Regions from separate parts of the Mus musculus genome. Here all the other regions are linked to region 4. A link is a contact called in public HiChIP or PLAC-seq and promoter capture Hi-C data. All regions are on one chromosome and are shown on one strand. Each heading gives the region's core, a stretch centred on a gene start, on an enhancer-like site or on the middle of the called end of the contact. The rest is flanking DNA. Distances are from core to core; before and after follow the strand shown. Region 1 holds the start of Spata31d1c (spermatogenesis associated 31 subfamily D, member 1C). Region 2 holds the start of Prxl2c (peroxiredoxin like 2C). Region 3 holds the start of Cntnap3 (contactin associated protein-like 3). Region 4 has its middle 71 kb from the start of Fam240b.

Evidence for each region. Promoter capture Hi-C pulls out the DNA fragments that hold promoters and counts their contacts. HiChIP or PLAC-seq counts read pairs in DNA pulled down with a chosen protein or histone mark.
Region 1: a contact with region 4 is called in a promoter capture Hi-C map of embryonic stem cells, with 5 times the contacts expected there. The contact joins the promoter of Spata31d1c here to the enhancer-like site in region 4. A contact is called at or near these places in 11 of 39 promoter capture datasets (3T3-L1-derived adipocytes, the HPC-7 cell line, cranial neural crest and 7 more) and 1 of 115 datasets of contacts at active chromatin or transcription factors (embryonic stem cells).
Region 2: an H3K27ac HiChIP or PLAC-seq map of embryonic stem cells shows a contact between it and region 4, with 5 times the contacts expected there. The contact joins the promoter of Prxl2c here to the enhancer-like site in region 4. A contact is called at or near these places in 4 of 39 promoter capture datasets (embryonic stem cells, hippocampal neurons and stem cell-derived epiblast-like cells), 28 of 484 Hi-C or Micro-C datasets (the C2C12 cell line, the G1E-ER4 cell line, Sertoli cells and 9 more), 5 of 115 datasets of contacts at active chromatin or transcription factors (astrocytes and embryonic stem cells) and 2 of 9 other capture datasets (embryonic stem cells and pancreatic islet).
Region 3: a promoter capture Hi-C map of embryonic stem cells shows a contact between it and region 4, with 3 times the contacts expected there. The contact joins the promoter of Cntnap3 here to the enhancer-like site in region 4. A contact is called at or near these places in 19 of 39 promoter capture datasets (the 3T3-L1 cell line, 3T3-L1-derived adipocytes, the C10 cell line and 12 more) and 1 of 484 Hi-C or Micro-C datasets (embryonic stem cells).

Annotation. Positions count from the first base shown.
Region 1 is chr13:65,031,786-65,034,837 of GRCm38.p6, forward strand. Spata31d1c (spermatogenesis associated 31 subfamily D, member 1C) reads left to right here and starts at 1,273. Exons shown (of 4, transcript NM_001083890.2): 1 at 1,273-1,480; 2 at 2,137-2,179; 3 at 2,774-2,834. The coding sequence starts at 1,304.
Region 2 is chr13:64,310,859-64,314,073 of GRCm38.p6, forward strand. It overlaps Prxl2c (peroxiredoxin like 2C), which reads right to left and starts at 1,852. Exons shown (of 6, transcript NM_025370.3): 1 at 1,635-1,852; 2 at 1,409-1,477. The coding sequence starts at 1,826.
Region 3 is chr13:64,902,630-64,905,669 of GRCm38.p6, forward strand. Cntnap3 (contactin associated protein-like 3) reads right to left here and starts at 1,259. Exons shown (of 24, transcript NM_001081129.1): 1 at 1,118-1,259. The coding sequence starts at 1,211.
Region 4 is chr13:64,567,808-64,570,772 of GRCm38.p6, forward strand. No RefSeq gene overlaps it. Among named protein-coding and RNA genes, the nearest start is that of Fam240b, 71 kb to the left of the region's middle. Within about 2 kb of position 1,269, at least 6 of the 459 cell types and tissues checked have an H3K27ac peak or open chromatin away from gene starts, as enhancers often do. A contact at or near this core is called in embryonic stem cells, where this site is marked.

The DNA of each region.
Region 1 (3,052 bases), core at 23-2,522, 460 kb after region 4:
GTTCATTCTTAGCTACAGTGGGGACATCCTTTGTCACATGAGTCCCTACCAATCAGCTAACCAACCAAAACCGAAACCAAAGTAAACATCTGCTGACGACCTGAGTGTGGTGGTGTATATCTATAACTCCAGCCCTTGAAAACCTGAGACAAAAGAATTGCTTACAAGGTCGAGGACAGCCTGGGCTATATGGTGAGACCTAGTTTAGCTTGGACTATAAAGTGAGAGTTGTGTTAAACAAAACATAAATGCCACTTGATGTTCACAAAGCTAAGGGTTAGAGACAGGCAGCAGATACAGATGTATACATACCACTATTTCCAGGTAGGAAAAAGCTACCTGGAAATTTGGTGAAGGATGGATGTTCAGAGTTCAGAGGATGGTTGTTGAGGGGGGAAAATTGAAAAGAAGTTTAGTTATCTGTGAAATCTTGGTCTACCCAAAGCTTCAATCACTCCAGAAAAGTAAATGGAATATCCCACTAGCCCAAGAGGTTTGAAGTTTGTATACACATCTTTTAGTTATGTTAGTTTTGTAATTCAGCCTGTCCTTCTGACTGAAGCAAAGTTTGCTATGGTATATTCACAAAAGTAAATGTATGAGGAAATACTTTTGTTGTATAGCTGGATTCGGAAAAAGAGCCATTCTGTAGAGAAGAAATATTATATTTGAGCAGTGGTTCTCAACCTTCCTAATGCTGTGACCCTTTGATACAGTTCTTGTGGTGACTCCCAACCATAAGATTATTTCATTTCTATTTCTATAACTGTACTTTTGCTACTGTTATTAATCACAATATAAATATCTGACATACAGAATATCTTGATATGTGACCCCTGTGAAAGGGCAATTTGATATCCAAGGGGGTCACAACCCTCAACTTTGAGACTGCTGTGTTAGAGGGAGGACATTTGTGCTGCTGAGACTAAATATCTGGCCCAAAGCTAAACTTCAAGGCATCCTTTTGGACACTCTAGTCTGGAGAACTGAATGACTCCAATTCAAGAGCTGCAAACACTAAAGGGGAATGGGTTGGCATCCAGATTACAGAGGTAACAAGAAAGTTCCCTGAGGAACATAAAGTGAAGTAAGGAAGGAGGGGTGGAAACAGAGCAGCAGTCTCAAGCAGAAGTCAGTGAAGGAGCTTGGAGGAGGGGGAGGGAGGATCTGAGGGCTCACCCTTCTCTCTGTCCTCACAAACCCTCTATGACTCTCCCTTGCTCTGTGATGCAGACCTAGGCCTACAGTGAGGCCCATGCAATCTCAGAACTCATATACCTCAGGCATCCATGAGACTCAGTGTATGGAGAACATCCTCTCTTTTCTAAATAGATCATGGTTAGGCTTTGGATCAGCATTCTTGGATATTGGCTCCAATTACATCTTTCTGAGTGGAGTTTGGTCTATTCTTCTATACCTGTGGTATTTGATACTGAAACAATTCTTCCCACCACCTTGGAAAAGTCAGGACATCAAAAAGGTGAGGATGTATGATGAACCCCCAAGAGATATTTTTTATTGATGTACTACAGAACTCAATGAGTACTGGATTTAGTACTGGATGAGCCTGTCTGTCTCAGAAACATGACTGATATGGGACACTGGGGAGAGAAAAAAACATTGCTGTCCTAGGGCATGAGTCCTGGCATGGGAGGAATACAGAGAGGACTAAAGTTTTCACTTAAATATTCAAAGGAGAATAGCTTCTCCTGCTGAACACCTGAATGAGAATCCCAGGCTTATTTCTCACCCTGCATGTAGATTTACCCAACAATCAGCCAGGTTGAGCTGGTCAGGAAAGCAGTGCTGACTTCTTGAAGGCTCTGAGAAGAACCTGAAACTCAAGCTTTGTCCCACTGGACAATCCTGTCTCCAGAAAAGCACAGATGTTGCTGCTGGCCTCAACTTTCTAACTGATAACTCCAAGTATAGCTCTTACAGACAAAATTCTCCTTTAATTTCCCAAAGAAGGAAAAAGAAAACATCAGGTCACCTCCAAAAGTTAATTTAAGAAAGAACTAAATTTCATTAACTGAACAAATGTCATAATAATCTTGGTTTATGAAATCTGGGTTTCTTCAGAAAATAAACATGAGGGAAAATTCTAACACCTTGTTCATTTCTCTATGTCCACAGTACCAGGGCTCAGCTAACAAAGAAAGGAGGAAGTCACTTAAAGGTAGGTATCTATCTGCTGGATCTCCTCTTCCCAGTTTACCATCCTGTCATTTCCATAAGGTCTTAGGTCTATGATCTGAGGATGTAAAGTTGCCAGATAATTAACTGACAAGAAATAGTTCTCAAAGGAGAGACTCACTGGAAGGCAGCGTGATAAACATACCAGAGTCAGTTCCCTCTCTGCACTCCTGTGGACATGAAGCTGACATGCACTATCAGGAGAGTGTGTTCCATGTATACAGTGAGCACTGGATAAGTCCAGGGAGCACTACGTGTTTGTTTGGTTGTTTGGTTGGCTGGTTGTTTTAGAGCCACACATTCCTGCCTTCTGGTATGATACACATGCTTAACATGTAGGTGCCCATACACCTCTGAGGAAACTAAGGCCTGTGTGCTTTATATGGTGTTTTAAGTATCATCACATGGGACAATGTAGATAAAGATTTTTTTGTATAAAGACACATAACATGTGAGCCATCTTAGTGACAATTTGACCTTGTCTGTTTACTTTAATAGCCCAAGTATTTTCCTTAAAGTGACTCCTGTTTGATATTTCCACCTTTCTTACCTACAACTAATACTTCTGCTTTCCCAGGTTGTAGAATTACCCAGAGAAAGTCACAGGAACAGAGAGAGCTGCTGTCTGTTGTGCAAAGGTATTATTCTCCTTTTTTCCTGGGCCTCCTTTTCTTATGATCAAAACATCACAGAGACTCAGCACAGCTTGCTCTTGTCATGGGAAGGGTATCAAAAGAGACAAGTACACAGATGAAAAGCATGGAGAGAGGTTATAGCCTCTCTGGAAGCCATGGGTGTCATAAAATGAATACACACACACACACACACACACACACACACACACACACACACACAC
Region 2 (3,215 bases), core at 602-3,101, 260 kb before region 4:
AAACATTATAACTCATGGAAGTAGAGAACAAAACAGTGGCTACCACGGGCTGGGAGAAAGGGGGTGGAACACACTGAAACGTGCTCAAAGGGTACAATTTCAGGGAGACATGAGCAAGAGGGATCCTTTTAGAAATGTGCTGTCCAGCACAGTGACACAGTTACTAGTAATGTGCTACTCCAAAATCACCAAAAGCCATCTACTTTAAATGTTCTTTGTGAGGGCTGGAGAGATGGCTCAATGGTTAAGAACACTGACTGCTATTCCAGAGGTCCTGAGTTCAGTTCCCAGCAACCACATAGTGGCTCACAACCATCTGTAATGAGATAGGATGCCCTCTTCTGGTGTTTCTGAAGACAGTGACAGTGTACTCATATAAATAAAATAATCTTTATATGTTCTTTGTAAGCACATACACATCATGTTTATTGCTTCATTATTCACAATACAGAACCAGTGTGGGTATCTGCCAGCAGATGCATGTACAAAAAAAACCCAAACAACCCAACAACAACAACCCCCCACATCACATACACACATAAACGCACACATACACACACACTGGGAAATGTAATCAGTTATGAAGAATGAGGTAATGTTTATGAACTGCAGGAAATGAGTGGAAATGGACATTATGCCAAGTCAAACAAGCCACAGACAGACAAATATAGTATTGTTTTCTCTCACATGCAGAACTAGGCTTAAGTTTATATGCACATATTTATGTAGAGTAGAAAGGGTGTTGTGAGGATGAGGTCTAGATGCATGAGGGAATGAGAGGGTAAAGGAATATTAAGAAGACAAAGATGACCAGTGTGGCTCTGGAGGAGGGAAGCAGCAAGAAGGGGTGACCACATATAATAACAGAATAGGCATGTATGAAAATATCACGAGACCCATTTCTCTTTATGCTGAGTAACTTATGCCAACAATATTAAAAATGTTTACAACGCAAAGATGCTTCAGTGTATTATAAACAAAAGGAATAGAAGGGCAGGCAGAAGTTTTTAATTTTTTCCTCACTCATCCTGTAAATGTGTGCTGAAAATAGATCTTAGTTTTACAAATGCCCAGTGTCTTCAGTTACAAAGCTCTTCTGGCGACTGAAGAAAAACGCAAAGCTGCACTTTTAATATACGTTACATTTTCCTATAATGGATTACTATTTGGGTTGTAAACACAGTTGCTGTCTGTGTTTTGATTTTTTGCGTTCTTACGCAACATTTTGACACAGGCATTTTTACCAGGTAAAATTATGGTAGTCCGATCCCAAGAGGGCGCAAAAGAGCGCATTAGGACAGAAATAGACCCCCGTGGGTCTCAGCAGCCCCAGAGGATGAAGGAGGGGCCACCCACCCACAGCTCACCCCCACTGCATCGGCCGCTGTTGCTCACTCGGGAAACTTACTCGGAGGACGCTCTTGGGGATTTTGGCCAGATCTTCGACATATTCTTTACAGACGTAACACAAGAAATGCTGAAAGGCAACCATGCAGAAGAGCACGTCAACAAGGTAGCAGCCAGGTTCCAGAAGGTCCGGGCGGTCGGTTCCAGGCGAGGTGCTGCACCCGCCGCGGCCCAGGATCTGGGCGGCCAACGAGAGGCACTTCCCCTCCCGCCCTACCCGTGCTCACCCTCACAAACACCACCACGGCTCGCCGCTCTCGGAACAGCGCTCCGAACGTCACCCGTCTCCCAGACGCGTCCAGCACGGGCAGCTCCGCTACGGCGGCCGCTAGCGGCTGCCCGCGCTCTGTGACCGAGCCAGCCGGGCTCGGGACCCGGCCTGCGCAGCCGCTGACCTGCCGCGTCACCGGCGCGGCCATCGCGGAGGAGGGCGACCGCTCAGGTCAGCCACCGACCGCGGGGGGCGGGGTTAAGGGGGAGGGGCGGGGCTGAGACTGGAAAGGCGGGGTCACGAGGGTGAGGAGGGGACTGGAGGCGGGGCCACGCGGGGCCGACCCTTCGGAGGCGTGGCCACAAGGGACGCTACGGAGCTACAGAAGGAAAACACTCCAAACCGTTCTTCCAGTTTGAATACCAAGGGAGGGGACAGTGCTATGGGAGGTGCGGCTGAGGCACTCCCTCTTTCTACTGCCTACAACACTTTCCAATAAAAATCATATTCTTTACAGTCGTAACACAGGAAATGCTGAAGAAGGACTGGAAAGATAGATCAGGGGTTAACAGCCCTGGCTTATCTGGTAGAGAACCAGGGGGTTCAGTTTCCAGCATCCACATAGCAGCTCACAACTCTAGTCTCAGGGTATCTGATACTCTGGCACCCACAGTAGGCACTGTTCAGAGTGCCTACTGCTCTGAAAGAGGACCCAAGTTAGATTCTCAGTTCCCACATCAAATGTTCATAACTGCCTGTAACTCTTGACACTTTCTTGGGGATTCTGCAGGCATCTGCACTCACACAGAAAGAGTGACAGAGGAATGGAGAGAGAGAGACAGAGGAGGAGTGGGTGGGGAGGAAGAAATTAAAAATAACAGTTCATTAAAATTTTTAGATTAATAGCTGAGGCTGTGGTGGTGCACGCTTTAATTCCAGCACTTGGGAGGCAGAAGCAGGCAGATGGCTGAATTCGAAGCCAGCCTGGTCTACAAGACAGGTCTAGGACAGCCAGGACTACACAGAGAAACCCTGTCTCAAAAAAAAAAAAAATAACAAATAAAACTTAAATTACATTTTATTTATTTTGTGTGTGTGTGTGTTGTCTCTTTGTGGGTATATACAAGTTCCTCTTGTGTGTGGAAGTCGAAGGACTTTTGGAAGTTGGCTCTCTGCTTCCATCGTGTGGATCCCAAATATTGAACTCATGGCAAGTGCATTTATCTACAGTGCCATCTCCCAGGCCCAGCACCTGGCATTTGTAATCACCGCCTTACATTTCCCATTCTGTATTCCCTTTTCCCAGAGAAGCCACTTCAGCTGGTTGTGGGTCTTTACCCGATACAGTGACCAAACTCATTTCCATTGTCTTTAAACATTCTATGGGACAGCCTGTTTTCCAGACACTTCCTTAGTCCCCTGTTCTCCTCAGTAATCAGGACCAGTCATTGTAGGCAGAGCAGTAAGTCCCTTCTATGCCTGTTTCTTCAAAGGAGACCACAGAAACAAATAAAGCACGCACAAAGAGTGCATACAAGAAAGAATTCCTAACACAGTTAAGGCTTCTATCCTGTAGGTGGGTTCTATTTGAGTCAAC
Region 3 (3,040 bases), core at 9-2,508, 330 kb after region 4:
CAATCAGGTGGTGACACGGATGGTCGTGGTTAAACTAAATGGGTAACAAAACCAAACCAAAAGTGATGAATCTGAGAAAGGGACCAGTAGGAAAGGGGTGTGAGCGACGTCATTGTTAGGATATCAGGTAAAGTTTCTGTGGGGAGAGGAGCCAGAGTGCATTATATGCATACATGGGACTGTCAAAGAAAAAAAAAACTTACTTTTAAAAAGTTATTTTTTTAATTCAAGGAGGAATATATTTTTAAAATTCTAAACTCATAGCTGAATTAAATCAGTAGAATTTTAATTGAGGCATATTTTTACATTTTCGTGAAAGATAAAAATAAAAGTATTGGGTTTTTCTGTACTATCTGGATTATTATTACTCCACTAAAATACTGACCATTCTACAAATAAAAGCATGCTAGATTTTTGCCAAATCAGAAACACAGCACTCCGTGACAAAATTTTTAAATGTAAATGTTGACACATAGAGAATGACTAGCAAAGTTTTGTCTTTAAACAATAACTTTTACTATTAGAAACAACCTGTTCTGTGAAGAGAATACCCACGTGTTTTCCCCCCCCTCTGAGCAATTTGAGCAGGGTGCCAAATTTGGCCTATAAAATTTAGGCTGATCTATAGCTGCTCCATCCCTGCAGTATTTAAGAGTTAATTAGCATCTTAACTCTGAAGCTACCAAGGTCTGCAAAACTGTATGCTGGTAGCAGCTAAACTGATGCAGGATGATGTAATGCCTGCCAGTCATTTCTCTGATGGACTTAATTCCTGGAAATTGTTCCATTCAAGGGGAATAAATGATAGTGTTGGCCAATTAATTCCTAACACATGGGTCTTTCTGTTTTTATGAAACATTCACCCCCTTAGTGATTATTCAGATATATAAATAAATTCAAATACACACTATGTATTTTAGACCCTCTCAGAAGATGAAAGTCTATCGTAAATAAATTTTAGTTTTTCAGGTTGCAACTGAATAGGGTTTATTTGAAACCCCATTTTTATTTTTCACCAGCCCTATGCTCTGCTATTCGGATTCAAATTAAACCAGGAATTAAATGCAAAGTTTTCCAGATAGCCTAGAGCAAGTTTTAAGCATTTTGCTGTACTTACGTGGATCTCCTGCTGCTACTAGGGGCAGGGTCTGAACAGACAGCAGCAGCAGAAGCAGCAACGCATCCAGGAATGCTCCGTTGACCCGTGCCATGATCACTTTGGGCTCCAGAAACTCTATAAAGAGAGCAGCAGCTGCTTGGGTGGCTTCAGTGTCCTGCCTGGCTTCTGACAACCCTCCCTGCTTGCCGGCTTTCCTCTTGCAACTCACAGGCTGCTATCCCTGCTCTGGCAACGTAGAAGCCAGAGCCTCTGCTCCAGCTGCACACAATCCCGATCCCCGCGCTGCGCGTGTAAGGACCGCCACCTTGCGACGACAGCCTCTCCAGCTCCAGACTATGTGACTCCCTACCTGTCCCAGAGGTACGAGCCCTGGCTCTCCCAACTTAAGTCCCTGAAGGTGGCAGATATCAAATGCTAGTCTGAGAGGACATAGGAGCTTCTGCTCACTGTCTTGGTAGCTATCCTCAGTTCATTCATGCAGCTGCCTCTCTCACCTGGATGTATGCACTGGACTCTGGGGACCACCTGACTCATTTTTGAACACACGCGCGCGCACACACACACACACGCACACACACACACACACACACACACACACACACACACACACACACACACACACACACACACACAAACCTGCCATACTAGGACAGCTGTTTGCAAAGGCCAGGTGTTATCACCTTGGTAATGGACTGCAGAGAGTACATCTAGGGTTGACTCTGCTCTGTTTCATATCAAAAAACAATGGGCCAGAAAGGACTCTACAGATGCATACAGAAGCGCTCTATCTGAAAGCTCATGGGTCAAACTGCTGGTAGGCAAGTCTGATGAGACTCACTTGTTAACAGGGTTTTTGTTGTGTTGTCCCTAATGTCTAAGCACCTGCCCCCGCATCTTTTTTTTCCCATTAAATTTAATCTTTGCCAGCACTAAAATATTTTTTTCAGCACATGATTTCTTTTTTCTTTTTTTCTTTTTTGCACTAAAATATTATTAATCTTGATTTCTAAGTGTCTCTTGAAGTTTTCACCTTGAGGCAGATGCCTTACTACCTTCATCTTGGTCAGGTCCTCCAGTAAGGTACGTGAGAAAGGTCAGGGAAGTGTGCACACACACACGTGCACACACACACACACACGCACGCACAGAAAGTTGTGTAAAAATGTCATGACACTTGAAAGTTACTTGTTAAAACTTAAGAGAGTTTACTCTGGCTTAGGCATTCCCTCCTTGAATGGTAGGTCCTGTGTTTCATCTTTTTGGTAGGATTTTACTCACATATTACTTTTTTATGGGATGATGATCTCATAAATATTTACAGCTTGAATTAATTATATAAAGCTGCTTGTACATTATAACAAATACATTCATTTTTTAAAATAAATTCTTGTCCGGAAACAATGTTCCTGGAAATGAAGAAACTATTTCTAGAAGGAAAAAAAATGTAATATACTAAGTGTATTCCAATGTATGTTAGAATTTATAGTCCTTCAGTTTTAAGTTCTGAAGATTACATTGGAATCCCTAAAAGTGTAGCCAAATCCACTGGCACTTCAAGTCCTAAAATGGAATTCTACTCCAAAAATGTGTTGTATCTCCTAGAATTATTTTTTAGAATATCTTTCTAAGCAATGCAATGTGATCTTAATATAAATTTTCAAGTGTTGATACTATTGGATTCATAAAGATACAAGACAGAAATCACTCAGATGATTTACAAATGAAGAAAGTAAAGGCTAAGACTACGTATAGGTCAGCTTCGCATTACAACAGCATCTGAGACACTTAGGAAAACATTTTGACTCAGGAGTCTGTGACTGCTGTTGTCCAGGACTCTGAGAACAAGCTTTTCTTCCATTTCTTTGAAATGAAAGTTATTTTATTTTCTGAATATTTTGTGCTGAATATCTGAGAGTAACG
Region 4 (2,965 bases), core at 19-2,518:
CAAGGATCAAACCAGGACATTTCAAATGCTAGGTAAGGAATCTACCAACTGAGCTACAACCCCCAGATCAGACAGGATAGTGACCAGCACTGGTGAGAATATTTTTTATTTGTTTGAGTCTTTCAGTTTTATCTTTTGCTTCCTTACAGGACTCTGCCAGAAGTTTGTGTTAATTTTCTACTTTTGAGACAGGAAAAGGCTTTAATGGGTAGGAATCTTTTTTCTCCAGCCTCTAGTCTCTCTTTGAATGTATCAAGCTAATTTTCTTAACTCTGGGTGGCTCATAGTTATCTAAAGAAATTACTTTTATCTTTTGAAACCAAAAATAACTCTTACATTAAAATTTTTTTCTTTGGTGAGCCTTAACTCTGTCTGAGGTCCACCCACTTGGTTGTAGTTGCACTCTTAGGTAAGGGATAGTAGTTTGGACCAAACATAACCAGAGGTTAGATGACTGTAAGGAGGGTTTCTGTTTGGGGGAACATTCTTAGTAGTTATTCCCCTTTCTTATACATGTATTCAGTCCAGGTTAGTGTTGAGGGTCTTTGTTCATAAAGGATCTTAAGCCATTTTTGCTAAGAGAGAGCTTTGCTTTATGGCTATTGATATTTGCATCTGTGCTAAGGTGCTCTTGTCTCTAGGGCAACCAGAACCAGAGTTCTTAGGTTCTTGTTGCTATAGAGATCTGGCAATTTCTGTACCTAGGGATGGAAAAAACTTTAAGCTGAACAATTATGATTGGCACAAATATGCTAAATGATACACGGTACAGGTCCATGTGAGATGTCCAAGTGGGCCTAATTAAACTTATAGGCACAATAGTTCTCTTATAGTACTACAAAATCACTGCCCACATTCACCATGCATCAATCTTCCAACCACTTAATATTCTATCAAAATGTGATTGCATTATTATTAAAAGTTTACATTATAATGTCTGCTGACCTACTGCTCTGGGCTTAGTCATGTTCTAGTCTATGATTAATCTTTTAGCAATTTCCCCTTGCTCTGGAATTAACGATTAGCCATTTTAATGTATATTTTGTATTTTGTACTTAACACTAATATTCAAAAATTTCTTATTATGACTTTTGTCTAAAAACAACAAAATACAAAGGTATTCAAGCATCTGATTTGTTTGGGAAGAGAATGTAGGAGGCATAATGAGAGAGCCTGCTGAGAGCCTGCTGAGTAGGTAAGAAGTCAGTTTTAAAATGGCTGCCTTTGAAGGGGAAGGCTCGATCCCGCTGAGACTTTATGAGCAGCTGCATGGAATGCCTCTTGACATTGTGCACTTACTGGCCACAGTTCACTATCTGAAGCAGCTGTCCCTGGTTGGGGAGTGTCAGTGATTCTCCACCTTCACCTCAGTGCTGTGGGAGTACAGGGTCAGTGCTTCCCACTCACAGGCTGTGCGTGCACGGAAGTTATAGGACAGCGTTTCGATTTGAAAGTAGGTTTTCACCATCTGCCTTTGAGGGAGATCAAGGAATCAGATTCAAGAGAGACTTTCACTGCTGTGCTTTATCCGCTGAGCCCTCTTGCCTTCTCCCATCTGAATTTTTGGGTTCCCTAAATCTTCCCAGGGGAGGGGAAGGGCTTCAGTGGTCCAACCATCTAACAGAGATATTGGGTCAATAGGGAAATAGGTCACAACTTCATGTCAAATTAACATCTGAATCTAATTAAAGCCCTTCAACTCAGGATAGAATTATTTTACTAGGGAGCATTCTGTCTGCCGTTTGTACACTTCAATACATTTTTTGTTGTCATACATGGGACTTCATATTCTTTAATTAATATCATGTCAGTTTTTCTACAGTATTTTTAAAGATTTTTTTAAAAAAAAGTGTAGACTAGAAGAGGGCTATTTTGGAGACGGAGTTATAGGTAGCTGTGAGCCTCAGTGTTGGGAGCTATTAAGACAACTCTTGATCTCTAAATTGGGCCTCTCTCACCAAGAAGAAAAAGGGGTCAAAAGCGGGCCACCGACACATGGATTCCGAGAACCACGGGATGTTCCAGCCCTAGGTCATCACCGATGTCCTGACCACACCCTGATACCACCAAGTTCCTGCTTCCCCGTGTAGCTGCCAAAAGAAAGAATTTCTATTGCCCCCTCCCATAAGTACTTCTCCTTTTGCTTGTATTGCCCCACCCCTCCCACTGATAAGTGTCTGTACTTCTCCTTTTGCTTGTGCATTTAAGCCTTGGACCTTTCTCAATACATTGGGGTCTTGATACAACTTCAGAATGGTTTCCGTGTCGTTACTCGTACAAGACCCTTGTCTCCCCGCCCCCCATTTGGTTCTTAGGAGGAGGTCCCCTCGAGACCCTCGAATAACTGGACCTGCTGGACGGGTCACCTCAGCAGGCGAAGTACATGCTCATAACCACTGAGCCATCTTTCCTACAGGTTTTTAAAAGACTTACTCAGTATGTGTTGCCTGTGTCCTTTCTACCTTTTGTATCTCTCTCAGTCACATGATGTTAAGTGTCTCTTGTGGCCATTCACCTCCTTTCTCTGAGCCCAGACACTCTTGTTTCAAACAAACACAGGAATTTTCTTTTTGTTCTTGCTTGAGGACCAAGTATTCGGAATGAAAGTCGGGGAGGCATGTTCTATAGGAGGCATGTTCTATAGGGAAAGCCTTTGGAGAAACTGCTTTACTGGCACAAAATTTTATATTCTGTGGGACTTACCCTTTAAACTGCAGTGTATCTTAATACAGTCATGGAGTTTTGAAACCATTACTACTCTCTAATTTTGGAAATATCATCATCTTTCTTAAACAGAACTTATTCCTGTTAGCAGTCACTGCCCATCATCCATCTTTCCCAACTGCTCCTTTACCTGCAGCCCTGAGTAGCCACTAACTTTATATTCTAATTTCAATTATAAACTACACAATCTTTTGTTACTGGATTCTCTTACTTAGATGCTTTTGTTAAATTTTATCTATTT